Linked DNA regions of Arachis hypogaea: region 1 is linked to region 2. The links are chromatin contacts, called in public Hi-C maps. All regions are on one chromosome and are shown on one strand. Each heading gives the region's core, a stretch centred on a gene start, on an enhancer-like site or on the middle of the called end of the contact. The rest is flanking DNA. Distances are from core to core; before and after follow the strand shown.

Evidence for each region. A called contact is a pair of places that touch in the nucleus more often than the background predicts.
Region 1: a contact with region 2 is called in a Hi-C map of leaf, with 2.2 times the contacts expected there. The contact joins the promoter of LOC112785527 here to the enhancer-like site in region 2. A contact is called at or near these places in 3 of 8 Hi-C or Micro-C datasets (leaf and an unstated tissue).

Annotation. Positions count from the first base shown.
Region 1 is chr20:20,822,717-20,828,038 of arahy.Tifrunner.gnm2.J5K5, forward strand. LOC112785527 (probable trehalose-phosphate phosphatase J) reads right to left here and starts at 3,998. Exons shown (of 11, transcript XM_025828989.3): 1 at 3,831-3,998; 2 at 3,413-3,686; 3 at 3,122-3,262; 4 at 2,755-2,919; 5 at 2,340-2,402; 6 at 1,671-1,772; 7 at 1,404-1,481; 8 at 843-912; 9 at 584-654; 10 at 237-329. The coding sequence starts at 3,670.
Region 2 is chr20:20,669,466-20,674,876 of arahy.Tifrunner.gnm2.J5K5, forward strand. No RefSeq gene overlaps it. Among protein-coding and RNA genes, the nearest start is that of LOC114926044, 12 kb to the right of the region's middle. Within about 2 kb of position 2,321, at least 3 of the 3 cell types and tissues checked have open chromatin away from gene starts, as enhancers often do.

The sequences.
Region 1 (5,322 bases), core at 2,748-5,247, 150 kb after region 2:
ACTTATGCGTCTAGGTACATTAGTGTCGGAATATTATACACTTATTACACACTTATTACATATATATTATACATTTATTTTAGTAATAATTAATAAATACATACAAACAAAATAAAAAAATTATGACTAGTTTAACCCTCCAACATTTTGGTATTTTTTTTAATGCACCAAATTTACGCAAGACGAAGGCATATTTTAATTTGACACATATAGAATAACATCATTATCCTACTTGCCTCGTTAGGTTCTTGAAGAGAGTAAGAAGCACTTGTATCCTTTGGAAATTTTGAGACAAGAACCCCTAAACCTTGGCCTCTATCTCTTAATTTCTGCATACATACGATGATATTCAAAAATGTTAATTAGTTGGAACTAACATTTTAGCGATAATGTTAGCTAGGAAGGAAAAAAAAAATTCAGGATTAATAATTAATGAATATTAAATAAAATAAATTCTAACTTTTTTTGTTAATTCTTTTTTGTTATCAAATATTTTTGCATTTTAATTTCTATATAACAAATGGTCCCAATCATTAAATAACTAATGTATATGTATGTATGAAAAATCTTTAATATAAGATACCTTGAAAGCATCTTCGTCGGTTCGATCATCACCAATATAAATTGGAAATACATCATTACAGTTGGCAAATCCTGTTGAAAATTATTAATTTATTAGATGCTGTTGTTCAAGTTGGAAGCATGATTATTATTAATAATATAAATAACAACTAATAATTAGTCTCATGTTTCATTAATCATCTTTATATTATTTAGCACATGTTTAATTGTGACAATAAGAAGGATAAGCAAATATTTAAAGTATATTACTAGAAACTCACCGAGAGACTCTAGTAAAAATTCCAAGGCTTTGCCTTTGTCCCATTTAATAGTGGGGCGAATCTCAACTACCTGTGTTAATTAAAAAAAATTACATGAAACTAAATAAAATATCAATCGTGCTACAAAATCAACACAATTTTTTTTTGTCAGCACTTAACCATTATATTAACATGTTTATATAAGTTAATGTTAAAAAAAAAACTTAAATGTATTAGTAGAATTTGTGTGCTGACTAAAATTATTAACTAATATAAATAAAAATTAATGACCCATAAGTTTTTCTTGTAAAATATCCCACATTTTATGTTGAGTCTACTGTAATCATTATAATAATTATCTATTTTTATTAAATAATATTAAAACAAAATATACTTAATAAACTCTCAAATAGATAAACTGACTAGTTACAAAACATTTAAAAGAAAATAATTTGAGATAAAACAAGACCCAGCTTCCATTTAGAACATACACATGAATATATAAGGATATATAAAAAGTTAAATACCCAATAAAATGGAAATAATATAATAAGAATAAGAAATAGAAGCATGACTACTCACCTTCCTTCCTTGTGTAAGACGAAGCTTAGGGTACTCTTTTAACACTGATTGAACTTGATGCAAAAGTTCAGTCCATTTCTATTAAAAATTATATAATTATTTGAGTTAGGCTTTTTTATCATGAACATAACAATAATAATAGTATTATCACAATTTACATAATAATTATAAGCAAATTATTATTATTATTATTATTATTATTATTATTATTATTATTATTATTATTATTATTATTAACTTTTAATTTTCAGGAGCACTTGTATGTACCTTTTCATCAACACAACGAAAATGAACTGAGACGCAAAACTTGTTGTTCTCCACCTTAGCTCCAGGAGTTGATTTTGTCTTGTCCATCAATTGCTGGTACACCTAATTAAAAAATTTAAAATTGTATCAAACAAATAAGTAAATAATTGTTTCCCCAACTTTCTAAAATAATGAAAACCATTCCCTTAGAAAGGCCAAAAAAATAAAAAATAAATAAAGTTGCATGGACAACTCATAAAGTCATCCATATAAAACAACTCATATAAAGTAGGAGAGATTTTACTGAATTATGAAATTATGACAGAAAATAAAGCTTAAATTAATAAAAGAAAAGACATATGAATGGTGATGAGTTTTATTTTATTTTTATATTTGTCTTATACTAAATTTTTATTTCATTTCTTTATCAAAAGAATTGACTACTTCTAATTTTTTTAGTCATATAAATTTTAATATTATAACATAATATTTTTTTAATTTAAATTGATAAAGAAATACTTTTATAACTTTTAAAGAATCTATTTAGTAACTAAGACAATAATAGAGACCATCGGTAGCTAACTTCTTTTTGTTATTTCAAGACAAAAAAACTTCCAGTTCTTCTATAAAGCATGAAAATGACACAATTTTCTGTTTCTAATATCTTTAAGAACATATTCCAAACACTACCTCATCTATCATGGGAAGAAATTCACTTGCTGGTTGAAAAAGAACTCCTTCTGCGTTACTATCCTGCACAGCATGCCATAATACCCAATGTCAAAGAAAAAAAGAGTTTTAATTTTTACAGAATAAAAAAAAAAAAGAGAACAATTTTAATAAATTTAATTTTGATGCGGATAAAATATTTTACACAGTCGTACTATCACATTTATTTTTTTTATAACAATTCACATATATAGTCAATAAAAATAGTAGTTATTTTTTATGATATAATATTATGTGATTAAATACGCGTGTAAAATTGTTTTATAACGAAGGTACATTAAAATTAACTTGTATTTTAATTTAATTTTAACTTATGTACTATACTACTATACAATAAATAATTAAGACGGACGTAAAATACAAATAACTGGCTTACTCTGTTGTACTTGGAAGTTCTTGTTGGTCCTTTAATATCCATTCCGTGGCTCCCAGCATAGTATAGCTCTGCCAATCGAACAAAATTGTAGACCTTGTCTTTGCATCTTCCCGTGACTATGGCAGTTGGAAAATACCTTGCGAGTTTTCTAACCGTTTTCCTCATCTAAAGAAACAACCAAATAAGAACAAATGTGGTCTTCTTCAAAAATAGAAATTAAACGTGATCTATGATAACAAAAAGAAAGAAAAAACAACCAGCAGAATTTATTGTTTTTGGCCAGTATTTTTAACCATTAGCCTAAGTTCTTTAGTCTAACTACTATCTAGTAACATATTCATAGTCCATATTTTAAAGAGACACTGACCGAATTCGACATGAAAGCACGGTCAGGGTCCTCGACTATAGGAGACAAGGTTCCGTCGTAGTCAAGGAACATCACAATTTGCTTCCCCTTGGATCCATTCATAATTTCGTCAAACATGTCCAATGCCGATGGATAGCGAAGCTGTTTTGGTTATCATCACCAATCAGGTTTCATATTTATATGTTACTACTAATACAAGCTAGTAATTAAGGAAGTTTATAAGAACCACCAAAGAAGAAGAAAATAATTTTGATAATTAAAGAGTTCTGTTAAGGTGGGTTGGGTTCTCACAATCCAAGAACTATGTTCTTCAGTCAAAGAAGGAGTGGACTTGAGATGAGTTGGGGAAGAGGCTCTCATGGATTCAACCAAAGCGTTGATTCTGTTATCTCCATTGATCTCAAGGTTCTTGAGAACCCTCCTTGGCCTCCTTGAAATGGAAATGTACCCTCCACCCACCGGTGGCTTTTGCGCCGCACTCGCCGCCGGAAAAACCGACAAGTCTCCGCTGGATTTGGTGTTGCACACCACCACATTCTGCTGCGTCATCTTTGATAGAATCTCACTGAAAAAAAAGGTAAACAAAACAAATTCATTGATATATTTATATTATATTTAGGTAATGATGGCTCAAAATTTAATCAGTTCTATGGTATGAATATATAATATAAACATTTATTTTAACTAATCAAAACTGATTCATAACAACCTTTCAAAAAAATAGCACTAAGTAACTAATTCTTGTAACTGATTATTATCCTTTTCACTTAGGCTTGGAGGAAGTTGAAATACGTAACTTGTTGAATAAAAAGAAATTGAAGTGCAAAAATGAAGGGCGAGGGAGAAGGTTAGAAGAATGCAGGGGTGTTTGTGAGGGGAGAAGACAGAGCCCCCAACCTTTGATTTATAGTGGCAAACTCAAACGTGGGGACCACGCCCCAGCAGCAAGGAATTTATTGATTATAACTTTTTTTTAAAGAGGTAAAATTATAACTAACTTTTTGAAAGAGTGCGCCATATACACGATATTTTTTTTCTATTGTTAAAACATTATGTTTAGAAAAATTTTATATCACCCGTAAATATTATCATTTTATATTAATACGTAGTTAGTAATAATTTTGACCAATATTTATAAGATTTTATATATAAAAAATATAATTTATATTTATATTTATTAAAATTTGTATACATAAATTAATCTAATCCAGTTTGTATTTATATTTTTTAAAATATATATATATATAAATTAATAAAATTTATTGTTAAAAATATTTTAGTGTTTATACTGATTAAATAATAATTAAAAATATTAAAAATTGGTTCAAAAGTTTTTTTCATTTTTATTTTTTATTGAAAACCAAAAGCGTGATGAAAATTTAGATATATGAATTTATAATTGGTGTAATATGGGTTTTTCGCAATTTTTACAATTTATGAGAAAAAAAAAATTATCCTTGTAATTTATAAGAAGCCTTTTGCACTTTACGAAAAGCAAACCAACTTAGACATATTCGGTTTTTTCACATTGTACGAGAAGCATAAGACTCCATACCAACGTAAATCACCTCAAATCTCATTTTGGTGCACTTCATCGAAATCAATTCCATTTTAATATTAATTTATTAATATTTTTACCCATTACGGGAATATAATCCTTTTAGAATGATGTCGATTTTATTATGATATTATAGATTATAACATGAAAAATTTATAGAATTAAATTATTCTTATAAAAAGATCGTAAGGAACAAAAGTTTTTATCGATTAAAAAGATCAAAATCTTCGTAAATAAAAAAATTAAATAATAAGATTTTTAGTTATTATTTTTATATGAAAGAGTTTAATTTTTTACTAATAATTAATTTTAATATTCATTATCTAAAATTTAAAAAATTTAATGTATATACTTTTATATTTGATTAGATGTTAAGTCTGTTGTACAAATAAAAATAATTAATTTTTATGCTTGTTATTTTAAAAAAAATATTTTTTCTCTATGTATATAAAAATATAATTAGATATTAGCATAAATTAATTCAAAATTATTTTTTTTTAAACAATTGAATCTTGATTCTAGCTTTTAATCACAATATTAGTATTCTTTTCAAATTATATGTAATAAATATTTGAAGAAAGAGAAGTGAAAATATAGATTAGAAAGATAAGTAGTAAAAATTTAAAACTAAATAAAATATATA
Region 2 (5,411 bases), core at 1,071-3,570:
TCACATAGCAATAAAGTGCACTCTACTGTCTCCATTTTTTCTAATCATATTTAGCAAATTGGGTCTTGTACCATTTTTCTATTGTGCAAATTATAACCTATTGAAATATATCATGGCATGCTTTTATAAAATCGTTGTTATTTTTTGTGGAACTTTCATTCTCCATATTTTCTTCCATAACTCTCTTTTATCTTCACTTGTTGATGAATTTTCATGATTCTTATCCTACCTAGCCACTTTGGCAATATAATACCCATTTTTGGTTGTATAAATTTTATCCTATCTCCATAGCCAATGCAAGTAGTCTTCTTCGTTTACAACACTAATATGGGTGCTTAGAATCACTTTATTGATCTCATAGGAGAACATGCTTTCAATTTTTCTTTTGTCCCAGCCTTCCTCATTTACAATAAGCTCCCTAACCTTTGTTGTGTCCATATTTTCTGCATCGAGAGCCTTACTCCTACTAGTTCAGTTATCTCTTCAAATACTGACTTTAGAACCATAGCCTATTATCCGCTTGCCTCTTTTTCTTAAGATCTACACACAAATTGAGTTTGGGTGTTTCATAGCCTTTCAAGCTTGTTTGGCAAGATAGGCAGTACTCTGTGTTTCAAGGTCCTTAAACCATAACCTCCATCGATCTTACTTCTTGTAATGGTGTCCCAGTTACTCCAATGAATGCCTTGTTCAATCCTTGGTGTTGCCCACCAGAACCAAGCAACCTTTGCACAAATCTTCTTGCAAAAACTCTTAGAAAACTTTATAATGTTCATGACATATGAAGACATTGCTTGAATTATTGATTTAATGAGTGTTTTCTTGCCTACATGATTTAAAAGCTTTTCCTTCCATTCCTCTAATTTGTTCATAATTTTCTCTTCAATCCATGTTAGATCTCTGTTTTGAGGTCTTTCCCATATAGCTGGTAGTCCTAAGTATTTACCTAGTATGTCCCATGTTGTCATTCATAAAATCACTTTAATGTTCACCTTCTCTTTAATCATATCTTTTCTTATTTTCTATTTGAATATAAATAAAATATAATAACTTCCATGTTGATTGCATGACGGCGTGGGACCTAGGGTTTGAAGCACTACCGTCGCTAAATGCCGATGATGTGGCGTTTAGCGCCACCCTTCTCGAGACGATTTGTGTGCGTTCCTGGTCCGGTGCTAAACACCGGTGGTGTGGCGTTTAGTGCCAACATGCCCGAGAGGAATGAGAAGTTTCCTTGGTCCGGCGCTAAACGCCGAAGATGTAGCGTTTAGCGCCAACATGGCAGAGGGGGATGAGAGGGCTCTAAGTCCGGCACTAAACACCGGGAGAATGGCGTTTAGCACCACAATGCTAGAGAGGGTTGTGAGATCTCCCCTCTTGCTTTTCTCCTTCTTCATCTTTGCTAAATCTTCATCTAATGCTACCTGAAATAATAAAAAGGCCACAAAACTCAAAGTAGCATCGATCAAGGCATAAAACACCTAATTTCTCTAGAAAATCAACAATCACCATATAAATCATGAAGAAAAGGCACTTATGATGCTCATGCATCAAGGATCATTTTCAACACTTATCACTCTTTCAACTATGGCTCCTATTTTATCTGCATTGTTTATATTACTTTTATCATAAGGTAACCCATATATTTGAACCCAAATAGGAAGCTAATTATAATTTACCTCATCAATGGGTAGGTTAGGACTCCACTATTAAAGGCTCAACATATGACCTTCTATTCTCTATGGTCCTCTATGATGCGCTCTTCTTGCTTCATCTTAACTTTTGAAGTTCAAAATGAAGGAGTTTGGTTCCGCAATGGTGATCACTAGCCCCTTGAATCTTCCCACATTTAGAGAATAGTTTTGCACACTGTTATAGAATTATAGATTATATTTCTATTATTTGAGCCAGCTCGTGAGCTTTCGGTGAGCCGAGTTTGAGCTTAAAAAATAAGTTTGATTGTTAATAAATCGAGCCGTGAGTTAAGCTCAATTTTTGTGAGACAAACTTGAGTTTGGTCTAACTCGACTCATCTCGACTCACTTCTAGACCCTATAGTATACTGTCTTTTAAGCTATTGGCGTTGGGCTATTGATTCTTTTTAAACTAAACTAAATTAATAAAGATAAGTCTGGCTAAGAGCTAGTTCATTTATTATTATTTTATTATTATCTATTTTCTTCTTGGGCATATTTTATTTTATCCATGTAAAAATCTTGTATATTAGCTTAGCTAAACTATTTCGTGATACTGGGCCTTTAGGTTGCCAGCCTAGAAGTAGAAGAATATGAAGGAGTGGGCCTAAACAAAGGGCAAACATTGTTGTCTCCAATCATTATCAATTTTTATCACATAGTGCTTCCAGTAGCGTCTGTTGGGCTTCTCTACCTTCAAAAAAGAGGAGAAAACCCAAAAACACCAAAAAAAAAAAAAGAGTGAAGATGATGATAAACAAGGGTGAACGTGGCAGAGGCATTGCACCAATGGCCAATATGTTGGCCTCATAGAAGCCGCATCCCAGGTTCCAATCCCAGCTATGGCTGGGTAGTGATGAAACCTTTAGTGTATGAGTGTGTATGACAAAAAAAAAAAAAAAGGATATAAGAAGAGGGGGTTAATGAAGCAAATCATAAAAACATAATAATGATGCTTATAACTCTCCTTAAAATAAGAAAACAATGAAGGAAAGAGAGAACTAAATAGAAACTTGAGTCATTTATTTTACATGGAGACAGTTGTCTCTCTTTCCCTCTTTAGGGTAAAAAACTGTATATTAATTGATTAGCTAGTGATATTGAGACACAACATCTAGATTAAACGATTTTATGAAAACTACATATATGATAGCATGCCATGTAACAGTTACATATTATTGCATTATTCTAATTTCTAACAAAGCTTGTGGTGTGGGTATAAGCCTACAGCATATTCCTGCTTGATTGTTACCCCTAATTGAAAACTTCAAACCACTCCACGGTAACAGTAAAACTTTTTCCTACGAAATTACCGAAACCTTTGACATATGGTTCTCCTTCCTTGTCTGCATGCCCATAGACTAAATTTTAATTTGGCCGTTTCTCTTTTTTAAAAAAAAAAAAAATTGGCCGTTTCTTTAAATAATAAAAATAATGTTAGGATTCTATAGCGCCAATATTTTAATGTTCACTGGATACGGCTACTGTAACTATCAACTTTATTAACGATTATTTGAGCTCCATTTGTTATATTATTTAGCAGCCTTTGTAGAATTTGTGTCCTATTTTAACCGTTTACATTTAATTTATTTTGGACGTATCAAAAGTTTATAACGTGTGGGTTTCTGCTAATTAACATGGACACTTGTTTTCTTTGGGTGAATTTTTTTTCCTACAATATATCCTAATTAGGCTAAGGATTAATCTATTATAAATTTAAACTCTATTTAAGAGTCTATTAATAAATTATTATATACACAATGTGAGATTGTAATCCTAATTTTTACTTAAGTAATAAGAGCACAGTAAATTTTAAGAGATAGATGAGGATTTTTTTTTTTCTTCAAGTAAATTTCATTATATAAAATATAGGCCCACATTCAGATATAATTCCTAATCAATATAGATATGAAAATGATAAGGATTAAGTTAAGTCTATATTCAATATTCATTACCCAAAGAAACAAAATATTAAATCAATATTACAACATTACAAGATTTTTAAAATAAAAATTTATAACTAAAAATTTTAGATTAGTAATAGGTATAACAATTTCTATCATTAAAGTCTTAATTAACCAATAATTTTGGGGCATAATTATCTGAATTCTTTTAGTAATATTTATATTTCTCACCTAGATAAAATAAGTCAATATGATAAGTGTTTTAATCTTTTTAATTAGTATAATGATGACTTTGATTCTTGAAAATGAAAAGAACAGAAAATTCCTATTTCTTTTACAGGACTTCGATAAGATGGCATAAATGGCATAAATCACGAGTTAGTCAAATTTTTATAATATAAAATAAAATAAAATATCATCTTGAAACAAACAAGCCGCAACCCCAAGAAATTAAAGTGAGAAACTGTTTAGTTATAAGAAGTTGGTAAATGAAAAAGACTCTTGCTTGACGAACATTCTATACAAAGTGGATAATGCAATTGACCCATTATTCAAATTGACCATTTTGTTATATTAATTGGTCATTGCGAAACCAAACTACGCATGTTCAAATCTCTATTCGGTTTCTCCAAATTAAATCAAGCTAGCGTATAGAATAAGGTTGAAGTTGACAAATGACATATAATAATATTAATTAGTAATTAACTTAGTGATACAAATTTAATCACTTATATATAAAATTGAGAAGATAAGTATTTTAACTTTTTTATTACAAATTTAAATTGTGTGTGTTTGAAAGTGTGTGTGTGTTTTTTTTTTCTCATTTACTCTTAAACTAGAACAATAAAGTTTGAAACTGCCACAAAATCTTTAAAAAACCGCCGCAAGAAACTCTAAAAATTCTAACCTAGTTCTTGAAAAGAGTAACAGAGATATGTCATATTTAAAATTAAAAAGTATTCTGCATAAATTGTAACATTGACTAAATATTTTAATTTTATAACCGTTATGCTTCAACTCTCATGCTAGGTCAAGATACGAGCCCAAATTAGGGTTGTATCCCGTATAATAGAACAGAATTAGTTAAATTCTCAACCACCAAAAATTATAAATACTAGTGACAAGATCTCTCTCATGTATATTTTTTAACCCTAATTCTAATATCTCTTAAATTTTAGACTAATTTAATTGTTAAAATTCTTGTTATACCCCATCGGCTCCGAAGTGACCATTGATTGGTAGTTCTAGACCAAAACAATAATAAAAGTGATAAAAATTTAATCCTGAAAAAGGAAAAATATTGGCTGCCAAACACACATAATAGGGCATATATGAAGTCCAACTGACCTGGCAATTTGGCATTTTATGTGAAGAATAATTCAAATCCGATAATTATAATCACAAAAGGTTAGATCTACTTCCCATAGATCAAGACTTTTGTGCCTTCACTTTCTTAAAAGTCACCGGCTAAAATTTTGTTTTAAAGTCCATCTTTATTTAAAAATAGAAAAATTATTACCATTATTATGAGTCCTGCACAACCTTGACAAGTGTGTGAGTGTGTATTATGCATTATTTAGATATAGATATTATTGTCCTTATTATGCCTTTCGAGGTTTATTCTTTGCATCCAAAAAAGACTTCACCAAACCAAACAAGAAGCAGAAGAAAAGTGACTTATCAAACAGGACAGTCTAATTTTTGACTCAAATTTTTCGTTCATGGAACTTGGTCGGAGAATGGACTAGAGAGTTTCCCCTATATATATGTTTTTATACTTATAAGATGGTAAATAATTATGGTCAATTCCCAC